Linked DNA regions of Pan troglodytes: region 1 is linked to region 2. The links are chromatin contacts, called in public HiChIP or PLAC-seq maps. All regions are on one chromosome and are shown on one strand. The core of a region is the stretch at or near the end of the contact, and the rest is flanking DNA. Distances in the headings are between cores, read along the strand shown. Region 1 holds the start of SCARA5 (scavenger receptor class A member 5). Region 2 holds the start of CLU (clusterin).

What was found. HiChIP or PLAC-seq counts read pairs in DNA pulled down with a chosen protein or histone mark.
Region 1: an H3K4me3 HiChIP or PLAC-seq map of stem cell-derived excitatory neurons shows a contact between it and region 2, with 7 times the contacts expected there. The contact joins the promoter of SCARA5 here to the promoter of CLU in region 2. A contact is called at or near these places in 1 of 7 Hi-C or Micro-C datasets (stem cell-derived neural progenitor cells) and 1 of 1 datasets of contacts at active chromatin or transcription factors (stem cell-derived excitatory neurons).

Annotation. Positions count from the first base shown.
Region 1 is chr7:36,342,086-36,348,609 of NHGRI_mPanTro3-v2.0_pri, reverse strand. SCARA5 (scavenger receptor class A member 5) reads left to right here and starts at 2,453. Exons shown (of 9, transcript XM_016959272.4): 1 at 2,453-2,923.
Region 2 is chr7:35,957,877-35,965,044 of NHGRI_mPanTro3-v2.0_pri, reverse strand. It overlaps CLU (clusterin), which reads left to right and starts at 4,676. Exons shown (of 9, transcript XM_519677.7): 1 at 4,676-4,982. The coding sequence starts at 4,856.

The DNA.
Region 1 (6,524 bases), core at 1,204-3,703, 390 kb before region 2:
AGATGGGAGGATCGCTTGAGCCTGGGAGGTCGAGGCTGCAGTGAGCTATGATTGTGCCACTGTACTCCGACCTGGGTGATAAAGCGACATCCTACCTCTAGAAAAAACAAACTGAAAAAGCTTGGTCCCTCCATTTCAAATACTGAGATTTCATAGATGAAACTACTTCAGAAGTCTATTGAACCCTCCTCTGTCAAGGCAATCACATTTTCATTCAGCTTCTGGGGGGGAAATGCCTACTACAAATGCCATCTGTGATTGAATGGAAGCAAATCATTTTGGGGACAATTCTGATTTTAGTGGCAAGGAGGTATCTGAGCTAAGAGCTGCCGGGAGGACTCTCACCCAGGAGAAAACCAGCCCTCCAGGTCATTCCTATACTTCACTGTCAAATCTCCCTTTGCCTGTTCCGGCAGCTTTATTCATAATAGACAAAGATTGGAAACATCCCAAACCCCCTTCAGCAGGAGACCGATATACACATTGTGTGTGGTATGTGCCTATCACGCAATAGGACTCAGTGCTTCGAACAGGGCGGGAGGTGGGAGGACAAGCGAGGACGAGCGTGGAGTCCTCACATGGCAGAAAGGCAGAGGATCAAGCCAGCCCACTCCTGCAAGCCCTTTCTATGGCATCCCAAATACATTCATGACTCAAATACCCCCACAAAGGCCCCACCTCCCAACACTGTTGCAATAAAGATTACATTTCCAATGCTTGAATTTTGGGGGACACATTTAGTCCATAGCACTAACTACCACATTTCTTGCTAACATACACATCTCTTTAGGGAAGGTCTTTGGACATCACTTTTTTTTTTTTAAGACAGGGTCTTGTTCTGTTACCCAGTCTGGGGTGCAGTGGTGCGATCACAGCTCACTGCAGCCTCAAACTCCTGGGCTCAGTTGATCCTCCCGTCTCAGCCTCCCAAGCACCTGGGACTACAGGTGTGCATCACCACGCCCAGCTATTGTTTGTATTTTTTTTTTTTTTTTTGTAGAGACAGGGTTTTGTCATGTTGCCCAGGCTGGTTGGACATTATATTTTGAGCACATTTCTGGCTGTTTTTAAGATTACATTCCTAGGAATGTTGGTGAATTGATGGGGGACAAAAACATTTGTTTCCCCTTGAGAGGCAGTGGTACAGGGGAGGGGTTAAGAGCATAGACCCTAGGATCACATTGCCTAGGGTTGAATCCTAGCTCTGGCACTTACTGGCTGCAAGACCCTGGACAAGTCACTTCCTCTCTGTCTCTGTAAATGAGCATAATAGCAGCACCTGCCTCAGGGGGTTGTTGAATAGGTTCAATGAGCTAATATATAAGAAACACATGGTATATGCTATAAAGTGTTGTCTTCTTTTTTCCTTCTCCTCCTCCGCTCCCTGGGATTATTACCATAATGATACAATTATCATTTGTTCTTTCTGTAAAATGGAGTTTGATGTTGGAGCTGCTTCCTAGGCAGTCAGGCGGGGCAGTCACTGAGAATGAGGACGGCGTTTCTGACTCAGCTGTGGGCGGGCAGCTGCAGTGACACAGCTGAGTCTTGGCAAACACTTTTCATGTACGAAGCCTGACCCTGGAGTCTTGAGGCTGAACTTTTCACCAACAAACAGGAATGCATTCATGAATGTTACCTCTGGGTGCTGTCCTCTGGAAGCCATCTGCATAGCCTAACTCTGCCACCCTGGCTTGGACAATTATGGTGATTTCTCTGATGCCCCTGATACTACCACCTCAATCTGAATTTAGCAGCTCCCTTCACATATGGTTAGATCGCCTTTAAAAAGATTTTTTTTTTTTTTAGAGATGGGGTCTCACTATGTTGCCCAGGTTGGTCTTGAACTTGTGGGTGGGCTCAAGCAATCCTCCCACCTCAGCCTCCGAAAGTGCTGGGACCACACGTGTGAGTCACTGCACCCGGCCTAGATGTCCTTTTTCAAACGTAAGCAATCATGCTCAGGTTTAGGATTATTCGTGCCTGGGTCCCCCTCCCATACTGAATTGCTATGGACAGCCAGCTAGTCTTCATCCTGCACGCCCCAGCCCCTGTGCAGCGTTAATGAGCCAGAAACGCTGATTCTGCTGCTGAGTTCCGAGGAACCCCCTGGGGCATTTTCCTGACTACCCCCAGTGTGGCCAATCCGTGTCCACTGAGGATGAATGTGACTCCAGGAAAATACATGAAGTAACTCTGTGCCAAGCTTGGTGAATGAATTGAGCCATGCCAATTCTGTGCTATAAATAAATTTACAAGACTGGTTTTCTTGCGTGGCTCATAAGCCAGGTCTAGCTGCCACTCCCCCAGAAGTCTTCCAAAAAGTATTTTGAGCAGGACCTTTAGACCGGGGTGTTGGAGTCCCAAGGCCAAGGCCGACCGCGCTGCTCTGGGCCCAGCGGGCGTTCCCACACGGGGCTGTAATGCCACGATTGGCCGCAGGAGGGGGGCCGTATTCCAGACCCCGCTGCAGAAGCCTCCGCAACTGCTCCAGGAACTTTATTTTATACAGACTGGCGGCGAGAGCAGCTGCAGTTCGCATCTCAGGCAGTACCTAGAGGAGCTGCCGGTGCCTCCTCAGAACATCTCCTGATCGCTACCCAGGACCAGGCACCAAGGACAGGGAGTCCCAGGCGCACACCCCCCATTCTGGGTCCCCCAGGCCCAGACCCCCACTCTGCCACAGGTTGCATCTTGACCTGGTCCTTCTGCAGAAGTGGCCCCTGTGGTCCTGCTCTGAGACTCGTCCCTGGGCGCCCCTGCAGCCCCTTTCTATGACTCCATCTGGATTTGGCTGGCTGTGGGGACGCGGTCCGAGGGGCGGCCTGGGTCTCAGCGTGGTGGCAGCCAGCTCTCTGGCCACCATGGCAAATGCTGGGATCTGAGGGGACAAGGCTCTACAGCCTCAGCCAGGGGCACTCAGGTGAGTCTTGGTACTAATTTTGTCCTTTCTCCTGGGCATGCTGTCTCAAAGACAGCTGGAGGAGACTGGAATGAACTGGATGGAGAGGAGTACAGAGTTTGGGAAACTTCAGACCTAGAGCCTGGAGGTGCCTTCTCCAGGTGGGAAGGTCCCCGCTAGCTGGACCCGCAGATATCTGCCAGGCCCTCATCCAACTGCCTGGGCTGGAGAGAATGTGAGCCTGCATTTTGGGTGCCAGAGGGAAGCTATTGCCTTGGTGGCTACTCCACCTGACTCATGTCACAGCCCAAGAGCCTACTCAGGGTGCAGATGGCTCAGGTGACAGCTCCTCTCCATGGCTTCGTGTGTGTGCATGTGTGTGTGTGTGCATGTGTGTGTGTGCATGTCTGTGCGTGTGCATGTGCCAGTGGTGGGATATATGTGGGGAGAGGTTATTTCTAAAATATCTGTCTCTGTCCAGCTTTGGGTTATGATTTAGCTTAACTAAGTACAGTTAGAGGAGGAAAACATTTAAAACCTCCTTAGCGATTCTCTCTTTGGAGAAGGGCCACACTCATGTGATTTTTTTCCTTGGTTTTGATGAGTTTAAAGTGAGGTAATCCAAAGAAAAGCCATAAACCCTGCAGAGTTAGATGCGGGTACCCAGAGAAACTGACTTGGTAGGAGCAAATGAGGCTCGTGCTACCCACTCAGAGGAGGAATTAATGGAGTCCTTCTGATCTCCAGAGAAGGATTGAAGAGCCAGGGTCCTGATATCAGCCCTAGAGTGCATTTGCGATTGCCTTTTGCAAAGGGAACTTCAAACAGCTTTGTTTCTGAGACTGGCTAGGTAGGAGGGAGGCCTTGGGAACCTGGACACCCCCTTACCTGGCTGCCAGGAAGAGTCAGAAGACGCTGGGGGATGCTTTTTCTCATCAGACTGCCACCAGCTCCCCTGAGTGACCTTGTTCATAAAGTCATGCCACATGCATTATCTCACGGGAGGCTCACAGTGATCCTGGGTGACCAGCAGCTACCCACCTTCCCATCTTAGAGGTGATGTACCTGAGGCTGAATGAGGTCAGGTAATTGAGCCAAGTTCCCCCAAGAAACCAATATGCAGAGGAGCTAGGATGGGAGCCCTTGGCTTCTGTGTTCCCTGCATTCCTGCAGAGAGCCAGGCCTGCAGGGCGCAGATGGCCCCAGGGCACAGGGCTGCAGGGCACAGATGGCTGAGGGCTTTTCCAGCTCTAAAATGCAGAATCTAGAAGCAGATCCCTGGCTCTGAACCTGCCCTTCTAAGTGCCTTGGGTGAAATTGTCTGGAAGTAAATCATGATTGCCAAGAGGTTAGTGGAGAGGGTGACACCTCCCTGTTAGAGCAAGACCTCCCTCTTTGAGTTGCAAGTTGAGGTCCAGTCTCCTTGGGCTTCATCCACAGGTCACTGTGGCTTCCACATCTCGCCCATGTGCTTCAAGCTCTCAGAGCCCTGCCTCAGTCCCAGGATCCCCACCTGCTGGAGTACACTGGCTGGCAGTCTGAGGTGGGATTCTCTTCTCTGCCTGATCTGGGACCCAGAAAGTGGTCACCAAAGGGGCTGACATGCAATTCCCAAACAAAGCAACCCTGCAGCTGAGCCAGTGCCCTGTGTAGGAAAACTGTGCCCGGGGCCTCTTCCTGCTCTGATATCTATTCCTTCCTTTGTCTCTTTGGTCTGGGATGGCTTATGTTTAAAATGGGAGGGACGGAATGCAAATGCCATCAGCCTACCCCCATCACAGTGCTCCTGGGAGGAGCACTTGCCATCAGTTTCATCTTCTAGAGCACAGACTTGGTCCAAAGACAGTAAGATCCATGATCTGAGGGTCCCAATGCCTGCTTCCTCCCCCAAGAAAGAAAAACAGCCCCCAAGAAACCTTGGGCAGACAGAACATGCGTAGGTTTCATTTCCAAGTAACAAACATGAGTAGAGTTGTCTGAGCTTTTCCAAGCCCTGTGCACTCACATCTGGCCCCGCTCGGCCCCAGTCCCTCTCCCCAAGCAGATCCCCTGGGCTCCTGCTGGACTAGCTGAGGGGTGGGGAGGAGGAAGTAGACAGCTGCCCTTCACACACATTCTGGCTAACAAGCCGTGCATTCCAGCCCCGTCCCAGGAGCTGACCAGAAGAGGAGGAAGGTGGAAATGGCAGTGGGGCCTCACACCTCCACTCCCCAGGGGCAGCGCCCTGTCTGGCTCTGTGTGGCCTCTGGGAAGCAGAGGCTATTGCCTTTGGCAGAGGGAGGGTTATTGCAGGCAAAAGAGACATTGGCCTCCTGCTTCACAGCCCCGCAAGGAGTGAAGCCAGAGGGAGGAGTGCCGCACACAGTGCTCATGAAATGAGGGAGGGTCCCTTGCAGCTTAGCAGTGCTGGAGCTGCCCGCGGCCCCACCTAGAGGCCTTGCCTGGGTGGAGGCATTGGGTGGAGGGCCGGAATTGGGAGCCCAGTGAACTGGACACCACTGCAGCACAGGGAAGCCAGAGTGGGTGGTGTCTGGGGCAGGGAGGAGAGATCCTGGCAGAGCCGAGGACCACCCCCTGTTCCATCCCTCCCATAGGCTGGAGGAGAGGCCCGCAGATACTGGGAGCCCCAAGGCTGTGTGTGTGCACATGCGTGTGTGTGCCCGTTATGGGGGATGTACAGAAGGGCTAACAGCAGAGGCGTCCAGCCCTCCTGGGTCATTAGAAGGACATGTATACAGTGACTGGTCAGTTCTGGTCTCTTCTCAGCCCAAATGTTAGAGGTCTGTGGAGGCCAAGCTCAAGTCATGAAAATAGGGGCTTCAGCTGGGTGCAGTGGCTCACACCTGTAATCTCAGCACTTTGGGAGGCTGAGGCCAGTGGAGCGCTTGACTCCAGGAGTTCCAGACCAGCCTGGCCAACATGGTGAAACCCCATCTCTGCAAAAAATTAGCTGGACATGGTGGCTTGTGCCTGTAATCCCAGCTACTCAGGAGGATGAGTTGGGAGGATCACTTGAGCCCGGGAGGCGGAGGTTGCAGTGAGCCAAGACTGCACCACTGCCATCCAGCCTGGGCAACAGAGTGAGACCCTGTCTCAAAAAAGAAAGAAAGAAAGAAAGAAAGAAACAGAAAAAAAAAAAAGAAGAAAGAAAATACGGAATTCATGTTTTGCTCTGCTGCAGAGCAACCCCGCCAGCCGCCTTCCCTGATTATGTCTATTTATGAAAGTTGCCACGCCTCCTTGCCCACCCTCCCTCTGAAGAGAAACTGATTGACTGATCTCTCAATCAACAGGCATTGTCCCCCCACTGCCACCTGCCAGCCCTGCATCCTCTCCTCCCAGCCTCCTCTGGGTCGAAGGGTTGAGTTTGCCCCATACTGGGCCTGGGACCCATCCTCATGGGGCTTTTATCTTCTAAAGGATTTATTATTTAAACAACAAAAAAAAAGCTGTTCTTTGGTTAAATGTCCAGATAGTTAAAGAGAATCAGAAGCAAAGGTCAAGATAAACTCATGGCTGGAACCTTGATGAAAGTAGAGAATAATTTGTAAAGTCACTGAGCATTTATGTGACAAAAACAATATCAAGTAATTGATGTATATACTTTGTAATTTGGCTTAAA
Region 2 (7,168 bases), core at 3,427-5,926:
GCCATCTGGGTAGTTGTGGAAAAAGTAGGTTTGACTTAAGGCAGATCTGGCACCATTTTTTGAAGGGCTCATTCACCTAATAATTGGAGCTAAAGGTCACAGTAAAGCAACTCTGGAGTGAAATACAGAACACATAGCCACTCAACAGCATGAGGGACAGTGAAGGTGGCATAAGCAACATTTGTTTACTTGTAGGCACATGCTAAGCAGTTCAGGATTGGCTAGCCTCAGACCTTTCCCCAAGAAGATCCTGAATGGGAAGATGAGACACACCCACTGATGGAGTGAATGTTTCTGGACTTTATGGAGGTCCGGAGAAAATCACTCAGAATACCTCTGTATCATCTATGAGCTGATTTCACTGGATATGATTTTATTAGCCACCAATTGATCATGGGCCTGTAATTGATTAAATAAATGTATATACCCATTAAATAATTATAGCTTGGAAAGTGATTCTTTTTTACTAAGAATCATTTGTGATCTTTTTACTAAGATCGTTTGTGTAATGATCGAATTAGGGTAATTAGCAAATCCATCCATTTGTTTGTTTGTTTGTTTGTTTGTTTTTGGACGGAGTCTCACTCTGTTGCCAGGCTGGAGTGCAGTGGTGCGATCTCAGCTCACTGTAACCTCCAGCTCCCGGGTTCAAGCGATTCTCCTGCCTCAGCCTCCCGAGTAGCTGGGACTGCAGGCGCGTGCCACCATGCCCAGCTAATTTTTGTATTTTTAGTAGAGACAGGGTTTCACCATGTTGGCCAGGATGGTCTCTTGACCTAGTGATCTCCCCACCTCGGCCTCCTGAAGTGTTGGGATTATAGGCGTGAGCCACTGCACCCAGCCTTTCACGAAGTTAAAAAAAATTAAAACTGACACGAGAATGGTACATATTTGTGGGGTACAATGTGATGTTTTGATACGTGCACACATTGTGTAAGGATCAAATTAGGGTAATTACCAAATCCGTCTCAAACATTTCTTTGTGGTGAGAACATTGTAAGTTCTCTCTTCTACCTATGTTGAAATATACATTATTCAAAAAATAAGAGGTGCTGGTGAGGTTGTGGATAAAAGGGAAGGCTTATATACACTGTTGGTGGGAGTGTAAATTAGTTCAACCGTTTTGGAAAGCAGTGTGATGATTCCTGAAAGAGCTAAAAACAGAATTAACATTTCACCCAGCAATCTCATTACTGGGTATATATAGGAATATAAATTGTTCTGCCATAAAGACACATGCACTCATATGTTCATTGCAGCACTATTCTCAATAGCAGAGGCACGGAATCAACCTAAATGCCCATCAGTGGCAGACTGGATAAGGAAAATGTGGTATATATACACCATGGAATACTATGGTATACACCATGGAATACTATGCAGCCATAAAAAAGAACGAGATCACGTCTTTTGCAGGAACATGGATGGAGCTGGAGGCTATTATTCTAAGTGAGGTAACACAGGAACAGAAAACAAAATTCTGCATGTTTTCACTTATAAGTGGGAGCTGAATGATGAGAACACATGGACACATAGAGGGGAGCAATAGATACTGGGGCCTAAAATAAAAGTTAAATAAAAGAAATACACAATACATTATTGTTAACTATACTCAACTCTACTATGCGATAGAATACCAGAACTTATCCCTCCCATCTGACTTTAACTGTGTACTGGTTGACCAATCTCTCACCATCCTCCCTCCCTGCTCCCCTTGGAGAGTGATTCTCTTATTTTTCTCATTTTTATTTTTGAGAGACAGGGTCTCACTTTATTGCCCAGGCTGGAGTGCAGTGGTGCGATCATAGCTCACTGCAGCCTTGACCTCCTGGGCTCAAGCGATCCTCCATCTCAGCTTCCTGAGTAGCTGAGATTGCCGGCGTGCACTACCATGCTTGGCTAATTTTTTAATTTTTGTAGAAACTGGGTCTTGCTATGTTGCCCTGGCTGGTCTTGAACTCCTGGACTCAGGTGATCCTTCCACCTCAGCCTCCCAAAGTTCTGGGATTACAGGTGTGAGTCACCACGCCCATCTGAGAGTGATTCTTAATCACAGGCCACAGGATACTGCTCTTGCCCATTCCTAGTTTGTTCCAGCTGTATCAAACTGCTGGCTGAGCTGTCCTGCTTGTGGTGCTGAGCCAGACAAAGGCTGGTTGGGGATGTGTAATAAGGACACTGCGTAGCGAAGCAGCCCCAGAGACATTCAGGCAGCCAGAGATGGTGCACAAAGCATAGATAAACAGATAAATGCAAGGGTCTTTACTCATCCCTCCCTGGCCCTCCCCATGGCCCTGACTCTCCAAGAAAATAAATCAAGCTAATGCCCCAAACCCAGCTGTGTAAGTCCATGATGGGAGACAGAGGATCAAACAGCAGCACCTGCCAAGAAGATGATGCATTCTCTATGAATCAGCCCAGTGACTCAGCATCTGATAAAGCTTATTTGGAGTGTTTAGGGCAAGGGAAGGGGTGGTCCTGTTCTGCTTTGTGTGCTCAGGCCCTCCGGCATTGGCTGGTCCAAGGCTCCCCACTGGCATTGGCTGGTCCAGGGCTGGGCCAAGAGTTTCAAGAGAGATGAGGTCCAGAATGTCAAAGGGCTGGGGAAAAGTCTGCAAACCACGGCAAGGCAAGGAGCTGCAAGCCTGGAGGTCACTGGGAAAAGCAGACTACGTTGCCTTCAAATATCAGAAGGGGCACTATGGGAGAGATAGGCTGGATTTTCCCTGTGTGGCTCCAGAGGGCAGAACTGGGCTCCGGATTGGCCCATACACGAGCCAGACTGTGACTCAACCAAAGAAGGCCCTAACTTTATCAACAGCTTTACTAGATAAATGGTTGCATGGCAGGTAGTGAGCTCCCTGTTATTGGTGGCATTCAAACATGGGCAGGATGACCACCTGGTGCAGATGCTGGGGATGGGGTAGGAATCAAGCAGTGTGCGAGTCCTGAACCAATCATCGTCTATGATCTACTTAGAATATTAAACATCTGGTGATGCATTTATGGCGCTTTCAAAATTTACACTTTTCTTTCCTCCAAGTTTGACCTTCTGAACCTTGTTTGCTTAGTAATGGGAATAATCAAGTAATTATTCCCAAGGGATCACAGTCATGACTGTGAATCTGTGAATCCTGCTATTTTCTCCCAAATCCTTTCTTCCTCTCTTCCCTTCCCCTAATTCAGCTGGCTAAGGCAGATCTCACTGACTGACCTCCGAAGTCTAATTTTTAAAAATATAACTAGATTTATGCCTTCTGTTCCGGATGCTGAGGGAGCTACAGAACAGAAAAGTTACAAAGAGCGAGTTCAAAAACAATTCTTCTAACCTCAGGTATTGATAAGGAGCAGGCACTGATAAGGAGCAGGCACTGTCCACAGAAAATGTAGCTGTTACTGATAATTAGACTTTTTTTTTAAGAAAAATAAAGTGTAGCCTCTTCTGGGGCATTTTTTTCTTCTTCTGGGTTAATGACCTTCTAATACTTGGCTTGGCTCTACGTTAGGTTGCAGGGAGCCGTGGAGATGATCCATTCCCGATTCCTCATCGTCCAGATGGAAGAAACTGAGGCTCAAGGGCAAAGTGATTGGTCCGAGGTCACCCAGTGTCTAGGGGCACACCTAGGACTGTAATCAGACTTTCATGGACCTGGTCTGGGTTCTCCCACTTCCTCATGGGCCTTGAAGATTCCCCCAGGCTGCCTCCTGGAAAGGACTGGGGTCCTAGTGCCCCCTGGACGTTGGGCAAGCAAGGGACTGGGCCTCCATGTTGTGCCTCCATAGTCCTGATCCTGAACTGGAAAACTCAGCCCCTGACCATGCAGCTCTCCTTTAAGCCCCTTTGTTTCACATGGTTTTCAAAGTCTGCCACCCACAGTGGGACTGCCTGTACCCGCCCTGTCCACCCATTGCCCCAACTGTCAGCCCCTTGACTTCTCTCCTGGGGCTTAAACATCCCTGGCTCCAAAATGGGCAGCTCAGTTTCTTCCCCAAGAAGTAGCTGCACCTCCAGGGTTCCTGGACTTCCCCCTCCTTGCCAGGGGGTGGGGTGGCTGCGACAGGAGATTCTCCCTGCTCTCAGCAGAAGGAACTCCAGCAGTTGGAGACCAGCAAACCCCTCTGGACACAGATCTGATTTCCTAACTGGGAAGGCTCAGGGCAAAATAAAAATTCAGGGCCACTGGCTCAAAAACTATGAAGAATTTCAAGACCGTCACAGTAGCCCATTAAACCAAACGTGGATCTGCAAGGGTCCCACACCCATGAAGCCCACCCTGTTTGGCTGGGTTCCAAGAAGATGGGGACAGTGATTGCTTAAGCTCTGTGGATCAAGGAGCCCGGAGAGGCCTTCTGGCTCTCCACATATCTGCTCTGATCACTCCTAAACACAATTCTGTTTCCTCCAGGCCTGGCGGGTCAGTCCAGGGACCCCCATCAGTGTGATGTTTCCAGGAGTAGGGGTTTCAATACTTCCTGTGCTTTCTTCTCCAGCACAAGGCCCCTCTCCATCCCACCCTCATTATGTCTGACTCTTTACTATTTAAATGGGTCAAGAGAAGTGGCGCTTGTGTAACGTGAAGGTTAAGGTCAGTAGGGCCAGGGAACTGTGAGATTGTGTCTTGGACTGGGAGAGACAGCCGGGCTAACCGCGTGAGAGGGGCTCCCACGCGAGTTCAGGCTCTTCCCTACTGGAAGCGCCGAGCGGCCGCACCTCAGGGTCTCTCCTGGAGCCAGCACAGCTATTCGTGGTGATGATGCGCCCCCCGGCGCCCCCAGCCCGGTGCTGCACCGGCCCCCACCTCCCGGCTTCCAGAAAGCTCCCCTTGCTTTCCGCGGCATTCTTTGGGCGTGAGTCATGCAGGTTTGCAGCCAGCCCCAAAGGGGGTGTGTGCGCGAGCAGAGCGCTATAAATACGGCGCCTCCCAGTGCTCACAACGCGGCGTCGCCAGGAGGAGCGCGCGGGCACAGGGTGCCGCTGACCGGTGAGATGTCCCCGTCTTCCCTACCCTTGAGCAGAGCCACATCAGGACGGATGGGCGGGGAGGGGATGGCAGCCAGGCAGAGAGGGATGACACAGCTCGCAGTCACAACCCCTGCGCTTTCGACGGAGCCCAGGAAGCCAGGGAGGGGAGGTGGCCGGAGCCCCATCACCAGGCAGCTGAGCCAGGGGCCCCGGCGCAACCGCCGCCTGAGAGCACGAGCTCCAACCACAATTCTGTGGTGGGGGGGTAAATAGAACAGATATAATGATCATCCTTTCGCAAAGATGGGGAAACTGAGACCTGGAGACCTGCCGCGTTGCGGGAGACCCAGGCTAGCAGGTGACGGAGCTGGCCTGCACGGAGCTCCTTCCTGCAGCATATCCTCTGCGAAGATGCGGATCTCTCAGTTGTGGCTGTCGGCTTGCATGCATGAGTCATCTAGTTTTCTTCTAAATTCTCTAGCTCTCTGGACACTGTGCCTGTAAGTATGAGGCTGCGGATTTCAGTATATGCTGCAACCACCGAAATCCGACTTTTTCTGCCTCCTAATGCATCTGAGGTGCATCAGAGAAAAGTCACACAATATCCACCAGGCCCCAGACTTCTGATTCCACGGTCTCATTTTACAGATGATAATCTGAGGCCTGGAGAGGTTTAGGACTGGTGCCAACACTAAACAGCAAATAAGTATCAGAATTGGGATTAGAGCCAAAGCTTCTTGACCTTCCAGAATTTCTGGACCTAGTTAAAAAAAAATATGATTTTTATTATTTTTTTTTAAACGGAGAGGTTAGGAATTTAAAGGAAAGTACAGATACTATATAAAAAAAGATGCCCATGAGAATGTTGTTATAATAATAGTGGGGCATTGGGCACAACTGAAATGGCCAATCTTGTGAGAATGGTAAAATAAACTTGGGTCCGTGAGAAAGTGGAGTATTACATAGCCACAAAAGTATGCCCTTAAAGAATATTTGAAGATGGTGAATGTGAAGGATCTTGTATAAACTGCATGGAAGACAGAAGGAAATATACCACGGTGCTAACATTTGCCTCTGGGTGATATGAATTACCGGTGATTATTTTTCTTATTTTCCTTTTGGTTTAGTTTTCTCCATTTGAAGAAGCAGATAGGAGCCGGGGCTTTGGGATTGAAACCCTCACCATCTGTGTGCCCTCTTCACTGTCTTCCCATCCTCCCTATGGCTCCCTTTTCACAGTCATTGATTTTCTTTCTTTCTTTTCTCCTTTTTTTTTTTTTTTTCCTGAGACCAAGTCTCACTCTGTTGCCCAGGCTGGAGTACAGTAGCACCATCTCGGCTCACTGCAACCTCCGCCATCCGGGTTCAAGCAGTTCTCATGCCTCAGCCTCCGAGTAGCTGGGACTACAAGCGCATGCTGCTACATCCGGCTAATTTTTGTATTTTTAGTAGAGACATGGTTTCACCACCTTGGCCAGGCTGGTCTCGAACTCCTGATCTCAAGTAATCCGCCTGTCTTGGCCTCCCAAAGTGCTGGGATGACAGGTGTGGATCACTGCGCCCTGCCAGGTCATTGATTTTCTTAAGCCTCCAGCCCTGCCCTGCTTGGAAACGTTTTGGGAAGCTGCTCAGTTCAAAGTTCCCAGGAGGGTGTGCCTGGAGGGGAGTTGCTCTCAAAGTCTGCCTGCTCCCCCCGCCCCCCCTGCCCCCCGCCCCCGCCATCTTCTCCTCCTCCTCTTCCCCTGAGCAGCCCCTTTGTCCACAGAACCGGCCTTTTCTGGTAGAAGGAGCAAGGCCAGGTGGTTTAAGCCTTCTTAGGGAGAATGAGGCTGTGTGGTAGTGCTGGGGACTCGAGGGCCTTGGCCTTGGCATGGCTCTTCCACCCAGGGCAGCTGGCAGCCAGGCTCCCAGGAGGCAGAGGAGATGAGGGGGGAGGTGAGTCCGAGCAAAGGAAAGGAGGTCGGCTGTGCAGTCACAGTTCTAGAACATTCCTTGGATCAGCAGCATCCATATCACCTGCAGACTGGCTGGAAAAGCAGTCTCAGAACCAACATTATAACCAGCCCTGCAGTGATTCATAAGTACTTTAAAAAATGGTCAATCATTTCAGCAAAGCAGAGCCACACAGTCCGGGGGACCACAGGTGGCCTCTGTGGGATTGTCTCAGTTTTCCTGCCCCTCTCCAGACATGTTGATTAGACACTG